Regions from separate parts of the Mus musculus genome. Here all the other regions are linked to region 1. The links are chromatin contacts, called in public Hi-C and HiChIP or PLAC-seq maps. All regions are on one chromosome and are shown on one strand. The core of a region is the stretch at or near the end of the contact, and the rest is flanking DNA. Distances in the headings are between cores, read along the strand shown. Region 1 has its middle 17 kb from the start of Gm35533. Region 2 overlaps Gm20110 (predicted gene, 20110). Region 3 overlaps Poc1b (POC1 centriolar protein B).

The links. A called contact is a pair of places that touch in the nucleus more often than the background predicts. HiChIP or PLAC-seq counts read pairs in DNA pulled down with a chosen protein or histone mark.
Region 2: a contact with region 1 is called in a Hi-C map of bone marrow-derived macrophages, with 14 read pairs. The contact joins two enhancer-like sites. A contact is called at or near these places in 3 of 39 promoter capture datasets (cranial neural crest, frontonasal cranial neural crest and second pharyngeal arch cranial neural crest), 1 of 15 datasets of contacts at CTCF or cohesin (the NIH/3T3 cell line), 2 of 484 Hi-C or Micro-C datasets (bone marrow-derived macrophages and microglia) and 6 of 115 datasets of contacts at active chromatin or transcription factors (astrocytes, bone marrow-derived macrophages, embryonic stem cells and 2 more).
Region 3: a contact with region 1 is called in an H3K27ac HiChIP or PLAC-seq map of microglia, with 5 times the contacts expected there. The contact joins two enhancer-like sites. A contact is called at or near these places in 2 of 115 datasets of contacts at active chromatin or transcription factors (embryonic stem cells and microglia) and 1 of 9 other capture datasets (embryonic stem cells).

What each region holds. Positions count from the first base shown.
Region 1 is chr10:100,159,461-100,162,381 of GRCm38.p6, forward strand. No RefSeq gene overlaps it. Among named protein-coding and RNA genes, the nearest start is that of Gm35533, 17 kb to the left of the region's middle. Within about 2 kb of position 1,306, at least 65 of the 459 cell types and tissues checked have an H3K27ac peak or open chromatin away from gene starts, as enhancers often do. A contact at or near this core is called in bone marrow-derived macrophages and microglia, where this site is marked.
Region 2 is chr10:99,618,092-99,621,055 of GRCm38.p6, forward strand. All of the region lies in intron 1 of Gm20110 (predicted gene, 20110), which reads left to right. Among named protein-coding and RNA genes, the nearest start is that of Gm20110, 10 kb to the left of the region's middle. Within about 2 kb of position 1,555, at least 5 of the 459 cell types and tissues checked have an H3K27ac peak or open chromatin away from gene starts, as enhancers often do. A contact at or near this core is called in bone marrow-derived macrophages, where this site is marked.
Region 3 is chr10:99,196,277-99,199,183 of GRCm38.p6, forward strand. It overlaps Poc1b (POC1 centriolar protein B), which reads left to right. Exons shown (of 12, transcript NM_027740.7): 12 at 350-1,798. The coding sequence ends at 454. Among named protein-coding and RNA genes, the nearest start is that of Gm34574, 34 kb to the right of the region's middle. Within about 2 kb of position 1,530, at least 81 of the 459 cell types and tissues checked have an H3K27ac peak or open chromatin away from gene starts, as enhancers often do. A contact at or near this core is called in microglia, where this site is marked.

The DNA.
Region 1 (2,921 bases), core at 56-2,555:
ACTGAAGATTCATAACCCATAGTTATTTGTAAGTGGGTTCATTGTTACCCATAGTTAATTATAATTGTAACTCTAAAAGAATTGTATGTAACATGTCTCATTTTTAAAGTCATACACCTATTATTATTATTATTATTATTATTATTATTATTATCATCATTATTATTATTTTGCCAATTCTTATCTCTTCTAGTGCCTTCCATAGTCTCGGAACAAAGATATCCCTGCCTCTACTGTTCCAGTCTAAATAATAGGTCAGGGATGGAGTGGTGCGAAGCAAAGAAGACCGGAGATACCCAGGTGCACAGCCAGAGTCTAATCATGACATCTTTTCTCCCAGAGCTTTGGAGACTCTGGACAAATCTTTCTGAGCCAAAGTTATCTTTCTCTAAAAATGCTTGGCTAGCAAGATGACCGTGGTATACTGTGGTGCCTGTCCCAAGGATGTTCAGCTAGGATGGACATGACTTCCAGAAACAGCACACTCAGCTGAAAACAACTTCCACTCTAGATGCTTATTTGATTTCAAGACCAGGAACTGCAGTGATTAGAGAGTCTCTCAGCAGCTGCTAGATCTGGGCGGGTCAGTGTGTGCGATTCTGTGCTGCTGGAGCCCCAGGTATCATATCGTATCTGGAAACCTGCAAAACGGGGGAGGGGGCATTTATCTTTGCATGTCTTTCGTGAGGAAGAAATTCTTCCCAGAAGGCGCAAGAACTTCTCTTCTGATTTCATCAGGTTGGTCTGGGTAACATGTGTGTTTCCCAGACCCAACAGAGTTGTGAAAGTGAGCGATGCACATTTCTTTCTTCTTGTGAGAAAGGCACTGTAGCAAAAGAAAAGCTGGGAGGGTCGTGGGTGTAGGGTAGAGAAGCTGTGTGGGCTCTGTGTGCCCTGTGCTGCTCGGCTTAGTGAACATTGGAGAGAGTTAGTTCCTTCCTGCTTCTATTTTCAGCACAATACTTCAAGTGCTCGCAGACCGCAGACTGGTGCCTGACCATTGTCCTTCCGTGAGTGCTGAATGGCCTGCCAGCTCGCAATCCCTTCTCTCAAACCAGGCTGACTTCTGTCCACCATGTAAATTCCTAGTTCTAAAATATAGCGAAACTTCTTAATACAAAAGTAAATCAATAACCAAGCCAAGCCAAACCAAACCAAACAAAAGCAGAAGCTAAACCCAGCAAGGAAAGCTACTTGCCTTCCATGTCAGGCATTCCTCTGGGGTCACGTGCTCTGACAGGAAAGGAGACATGTAAAAGCTTCCATTTTCATCGTCTTGCAATTTTAATAAAGTAAGTGGTGTCTCGAAGCATTTTCCAGCTGGATCCTTTTGTGATGTGTGATATATACTTTATGTTCATGCTGGATGTATTTTTCTCCTCAATCTGTTTTACCCAGGGCGAAAAATGGTTTTTGTTGTTTCAAAAAAAAAAAAAAAAGACATACTAAATATTTTTTCTTTTTTTTTTATTAGATATTTTCTTTATTTCCATTTCAAATGTTATCCCTTTTCCTTGTTTCCCCTCTGAAAAATCCCCTATCCCTTTCCCCCTCCCCCTGCTCACCAACCCATCCACTCCTGCTTCCTGGCCCTGGCATTCCCCCATACTGGGGCATAGAGCCTACTCAGGACCAAGGGCCTCTCCACCTATTGATGACCAACTAGGCCATCCTCTGCTACATATACAGTTAGAGCCATGAGTCAGGCACTGGCAGAGCTTCTCAGGAGACAGCTGTATCAGGTTCCTGTCAGCAAGCTCTTGTTGGCAACCACAATAGTGTGGTTTTGGTGGTTGTTTATGGGATGGATCCCCACGTGGGGCAGTCTCTGGATGGTCATTCCTCCATTCTCTGCTTCACACTAAATATTTTTAATGAATGTCATTTCCTAGTTGCTACAGCAGCAAAGAAAAATAACGTGAGCAAGGACCTTGGAGAAAGAACAAAGCTATCAGTCAGAGGGAGCTAGATTTGAGCTACAGCCCTGAAGACTCTAGAGCTGGTCGCTGTATGTAGAAACTGGGGCCTCCTGCATTTAATAAAATTCTAGGAGCAAAGCAGAGACTACACTAAAATTAGTTGACGATGACAGAGGCCTTAGAAGCTATACCTAGAAAAAAAATGTATAGAAACTTTTAAAGCAAAGCGGGAAAGTATGATGTAGGCTTTCCAACACAAACATTGTGAGTCAGGGAGTTCAAAGACAGATGAGAATACAGACCACACCAAACCAAAGATGCTGCTGACTGTGTAGCTAGAGCCCTGCCTTTCTCGTTGATTATGAAAAAAAGATTGGTACAATTCACAGCATCTGCTGTGACAACATAATGATTATTTATGAATTGACACAATAAAATACACATAGAACCATACATGTACATATGCATATAAATATTTAAATATTTAAAGTGCCCCTTAGCCATAGATACCTGCAAGATGAACATGGTCAAATACAAAAAGTCAATTCTCCAAAGGCCAAGACAGGAAAAAAGTAGCTTTTCAGCTTTACCTTAATAGAGATAAACTCTGATTTTGTGTGTTCCTTATGATAATTACTGGCGTCACTATAATCTCCACACTCCCTAAGCAAAAGCAGATCTCTACGACTTCAAGGCCAGCCTGGTCTTTCTATCAAGTAGCAGGCCTGCCAGGGCAAAATTAGAGGATCCCATATCAAAAACAAAATGAGCAAGCTAAGAAAAGCCTGTGACATTTTTAGTGTCAGCAAACGACAACAGTTTTAAATTTTGGAGTTGGAAGATGAGTTTACTAGTTACAAGAGAAACATTTGCATTATTTGGTATTTATTTTTCAAATATGTCTTACATGTTAATTTATTCCTCTAAAATGTATTACAAGTCTCTATGTGTTATTTTAATTCCATACTGATAGGCTGTTTCTCCGCTGCCAGTGAAATAAGA
Region 2 (2,964 bases), core at 305-2,804, 540 kb before region 1:
ATAGGATTTCTGTGTAGCCCAGGGTTGTCGTAGAACTCACTCTGTAGACCAGGCTAACCTTGAACTTACAGAGACCCTCCTGCCTCCACCTTTCGTGTGCTGGGATTAAAGGCATGCGCCACCACAGCCCGGTACAATCCTTGACTGTTGTCCTCAGTGCACATGTTTCTCTCGGTTATAGTCCAAGAAATGGGTCAAAAGTATGTATGTATTTAAAATTTTGGTGACATAAGCCTATGTTAATTACAGATTGATATATCAAATGACAGAAGTCTTTCCCACTGGTATGGTTAGTGAAACTGATATGTATTTGTGAAGTATTTGACATAATCCCACTTGATGAGACAGAGTCAATTTTCTCCATTTTAATACTTGTTTGAGCATCTTGTTGACACTGGCTGGGCTCCCTTCCCTCTTGTCCCCCCTCCTGTCCCTACCCCATCCCATCCCCTCATCCCTCTCCCCCATTTCCCACCCCCCTAAGAATTCTAAGCCATGCCTGACTCCTAGGAGGGGCTCCTCCGTAAAGAGGAGGCTGTACAGTGGTAATGATACACATGGCGTGTCTGCTTTACAGCACTGCATTGAACAAGGTTTTTATGTGGGTAGAAATGTACACCCATTTTAGTAAAAGTATTAAAGATGTACTAAGCAGACTAAAACTAGCTAAGGCTTCATGGCTCAGAAATAATTAGCATTATCTTTTCGGTTTATATCTTGCCAGCAATAGATTACTTTAAACAATGTTGGGGCTTTGCTACAGCAGTAGTATGCAATCTGTTCTCCCCCACACTTAAAAACATATAAATTTCCTGTCATATCAATATGACATCTCTTCAAAGTTTGGCTGACACAACACATAAACATTTACAACTTTCCATTGACTCCGAAAATTTACAAGGACCTGTGCGTTCGATTTGATTGTGATTACGAACGAATCCAAGGCGGAGAAGCTGAAGGACATGTTTGTGTTTTCTCAGGCACTGAGTAAGAGATCTTCTTTTACTAAGTACCGGCTGCATTCTAAATGATTTGTAACGTATGTGATAAATACGTAATTCTCATCACAACCACTTTCCTAGGCAAGTCCAGTACCACTGACACCAACTCGCAGAGATTCCAGGAGACTGGAGAGCTGGCAGAAGACGCAGAGCCTGCAAATGACGAGGTCTCATTTAGAACGCTTAATGCCTGTAATTGATGTCCCCTGCTCCCCGGTTTACATCTTTTCTTCTTTGTTCAGAGCGTCCAATTTTTCTTCTTTTTAAAATTGCTACTTAAAAGTGTTCGTGTTTTTGCCTCCCCAGTCAAAATAATGTCACATGTGAATTCGGCTCCAAGAGCTACTGAGTTTTTATTCACTTTAAAATTGTATTGAGAGTAATTTCCATGGGGAATTAAATAGAATTCTTCAATTGTTCTCGCTGCTTACAACAGTCCAGTGACCCGTGTCTGTGTTTATTCTTTTTTTATTAACAGAAACGGAACTTTCAGGGAGGGAATAGCCTGGGCTGTCTTTGACCACTAAGGCTAGAGCGCCATCTGTCGGCGATAGAGCGCTAAGGCATTTACTGTGTGACCATCTCAACCACTCACAATCACCATCCTGCCTGAGAGGAAAATTCCCCATTCTAGCAAGCTTTGACCAATCCGGAGCTGAGAGTAGGAACGAATGAGAATCCTTTAGATCTGACTTTAAATTTTAGTTTGAGAGGAAAATTTTACTAGAATATATTTTATACATGGAAACTGTATTTTTATCATATGCTTCCCCCTCTCACACCCCAGGTACCCCCTCCCCCCAGCACATCCGACCCCTTCATGGCCTCTCCAATTTGTTTTGTAACCCTCGTACTGCGTGCTGGGATGCTGAGTGATCTCAGAGGCAATATCTTGTAGAAGTCTTGTGTGGGTAACCAGGTGTCACGTCCAGAAGAGAGCACGTCACAGCATCCGCGTCATCCTATGATTCTTAAATTCCCCTCCCGCATAGGCAACATTCTCTGAACCTTGGACAAAAGATGACATAGTCATCCCTTTTAGGGGAAAACATTCAATAATCTTTTATCTCAGAACCTTGGCCAGTTATGAGTTTCCATATTAGCTATGAACCACTGCACTATTTGGATATTCAGAGCACCGCTAGCCCGTGTGTATATATAAATAAACACCCGGGAGGCAGTTTGACGATGGGTCCCTGTAGCAAGTGAAGGGTAGTTCTCCCCTAGGGCCTATGGCCTCCTGAACCATGAGCTTTTGGCCAGGTTTGCAGTAGTAGGCAGGAGAGAACTCCTGCGTAGCAGACCTCAAATCCAATCAGAATGCAGATGTTCCCGTAACCTTTGTGCCACTTCCTGGATCAGTGGGCAAGTCTAGCTTGGCTCATTGGTATTGTAGCATGCACTGTCCTCTACTGAGTAATATACCATTGGTCACTTTTCTTTCCAACCAGGGTACATAGCATCTTCTGGCACTATGCAATCTAGCCACGAGAGAGGAGGTTTCCACGTTAGTTCCAGTTTTATTTCTCTACGTCTTTGCAACCAAAGTGTGCTGCAGCTCATGCAATAGGGCCTTGCCATTTCCTTCGGGCGGGCAGCCAAGGGCGATGAGGACAGGCTGTGTTGTTTTGTGGGCCTCTGGAACCCCCTTGACCAATAACTCAAAGGGAGGTACCCAATGCTTGACACTGTGGTTTTTATTTAATAATTCTTCCTGTCTTCTGGGGGAAGCATTGTCTACCCATGTACCTCGGTTCAAATTGCTTTTAAATATTATGTGTATCTTAGTTAGCTTGCAAAGTAAGTGGTTTCCAAATGGGTTTTTAACACATCCTCTTTGGTTGACTGGTGCCTGTTGTAAACGATTAATAATTGACTCTACTAGTTCTCTCTCTCTCTCTCTTTAAAAAAGATTTATTTATTTTATATATGTGAGTACACTGTTGCTGTCTGTCTTCAGACA
Region 3 (2,907 bases), core at 280-2,779, 960 kb before region 1:
GACCCTGAGTTTTTAGACCATAGGCAAGGATATTCTCCGGAGGCCTGGGCTCAGAGCCCTCTTTCTTCATATTCGGCAGGTTTTTGGTTGGGGTTTTGGTTGGGTTGGGTTGGGTTGGGTTGGGTTGGGTTGGGTTGGGTTGGGTGGTTTTCTTTTAGTTTCCTCCATAACTGATAGTGCTTTGCTCTGCAGGCAGGCTCGGTTTTTTTTAGCCAGTTTGGGGCCAGGTGTTTGATATCCAGGCCCTACAAGAGCCTCATATGGAGGTGCGCTTACTGTCCCCCTCATGAGCAGGGTCTCAGGCTCTGACGCCGTTGTTTTTTTGTTGTTGTTGTTGTTTTGTTTGCAGACTGTTTCAATTCTGGAGCAGCGACTGTCTTTGACAGAAGATAAGCTGAGAGACTGCCTTGAGAATCAGCAAAAGCTTTTCAGCGCTGTCCAACAGAAGAGCTGAGCAGGGAGGGCCGTGAGCGAGGTCAGGTCAGTCGCCAGAAGACGGGCTCACACACTCTGGAGGTAGCCGAGGCCTTCCACACCCCTGCCACGCACTAACCGATTCTTCAGAGGGTGAGCAACGAAACCGAAAAGGTTCCAGGCATTCTCAGGGACTGACTTAAACACACAAATCAATGTCAAGGATCAAGTTATGCTCCTCCCAGGTCTAATTGCAGTAATAAAGTTATGAACATTTTAATCACCCCATTTCCCCCCTCCCCCATATTATTTGAAATGTCAGCTTTTATTTAACATGCAGATCCCCACCAGGAAAGTAAGCGGACCTCTAGATTTTATTGTTGCACCATCGCAGAATGACCATGCCCAGGCAGTTCCTGAAGGTAATGAATGTGTTTCTTAGGTGAGCACAGCCTTGAGGGGAAACCATTCGCTTGCTTTCAGATAGCATCTGAGATGTAGAAAACTGAGCTGGCTCGTAGTTCTTTCAGGTCAAAAAGAGTCTGCCTTGAAACCATGCTCCCTCCCTCAGTATTGCCACAGCAAGAATCAGCTGCTTGTGATTAGCAAGCGTGCTCACGTGACAAGGCAGGCGTTTTCCTTGTCTGGTGGGAACTGCATGGGACGTGCGCATCTCTGGTGTTACAGGTGAACACACTGAGTGGTCTGGGTCATACTGAACCTGTGGCCACAGCTCACAGAGATTATGCCTGTGTGCTTTCAGTACGCTAAAAAGCCAAAATGATGAAAAGGATGCACACATGAATCACATGTATTATTGCTTAAGGTGATTCTGGTGGCTGAAATAAGTGCATTTTTATTTAGGAAAAAAAAAAGTGCATCGTCTATTTTAGTTTAATGAATTGTGATTTGAAATGAAAATGGGTCAGGCATTCTAAAAGATCTTGAACACAAGTTAAGAACGTTTCTCTATCTTAAACAAAATGGAAATCAAAGTTAAAAAAAAAAAAAGGCAAATTCAAGGCAGCTGGCTCTGGGCACACAGAACAAAGGCCGGCACGGCTGTGTAGCAGGGGCAGATGCCATCTGTGTACAGAAAAATGGAGAAACAATGGTGTGGGAATGGAGAGGTTGTTCTCCAAGCGGTTTCGGTTTTGTGCCTCTGAGCTGCTTTTCTCTTCTGTCTCCTGTGTGTTGTAAGTGCCTTCTCTGTCCTGTGAGTGTAACCATCTTGACATTTTTCCCAGCTCACAAAACTAAGTGGCCATGTATTTTTATACCTTCATTGAGAAGACGACATAAAAAAAAATGAAATGTAATGCCAACTTTTGTTTCCTCTTTTTTATGCTTCAAACAATAAAGACACTTCTCTTTTTTAAAAAGATCAATGTCTTCTCTTTTTTTAAACATTGACAACCTTGTCACTGACCCTATTACCGCAGTCCTGTGGGCCCCAGTGTGCATAGCAAGCTCCTGAAGGGTTCCCAGCTCTCGATCTCTAACCTTATCTCTAGTGCTTGTGACTCATCAGTTGCAGAAGGGGCCCTGCGTCTGTAACAAGCTTAAGCTGATTTGGTTGCTCCAAGCCTGGGGCCCCCATTTAGAGATCAGTGATCCAGCTTCCGCTGGTTCCGTCCCCACAGCCTGAGGGGACCACACTTTCCTCATCGCCACAGAACCTCGATAAGACCAAAAGTCCTAGCCAGGCAATGGTGACGGACAACTTCAATCCCAGCACTCAGGAGGCAGAGGCAGGCTGATCTCTTGGGTTTGAACACAGCCTGGTCTCCAGGATGAGTTCTAGGACAGGCAGGGCTATGCAGAGAAACCTCGGTCTCGGAAAAACAAAGGGGGGGGGGGGCAAAAAGCCCTGAAACTTTTCCAAGAGGGTCGTTTTCTGATTTCCCTACCCCTTTCTCCTTGCTCTTAAGAAATTCCCTCCAGCAACAGCAGCACCTTCTGCTTCCTAACTTGAGTTTCTCCCCTCTGAGCTCCCCAAAGAAGCTGAGCTGCTAACACACACACACACACACACACACACACACACACACACACGTAGTTCCCTCACTGGTACATGGAGGCAGGAGAATGAGGATATCAAGGCAAACCTGGGCTATATTAAAACTTTTGTAGAGATAGGGCCTCAATTATGGAGCTCTAGCTGACTTGGAACTTGCTATGTGGACCTGGCTTGCCTCAAATTCAGAATATCTACCTGCCTGTGACTCCCAAGGGCTGATATTAAAGGCACGAACCACCACGCTTAGAAAAAAACCAAAAAACCCAAAAAGTTCTTCATTGGCATCGCCAAATGCCATCCCAGAACACCACATCACTAGGAGCTCTTTGCTTCATCTTCACCACCTCAAGAGTGACTAACTTCCTTCATTGCCCAGATTCAACACGTGGAGTCATTCTAACGGCTTTGTCTCACTAACAACAGTTCAGCCCTTCAGGAAGGCTTTATCAAGTATATAAAACACCCAGTCACTC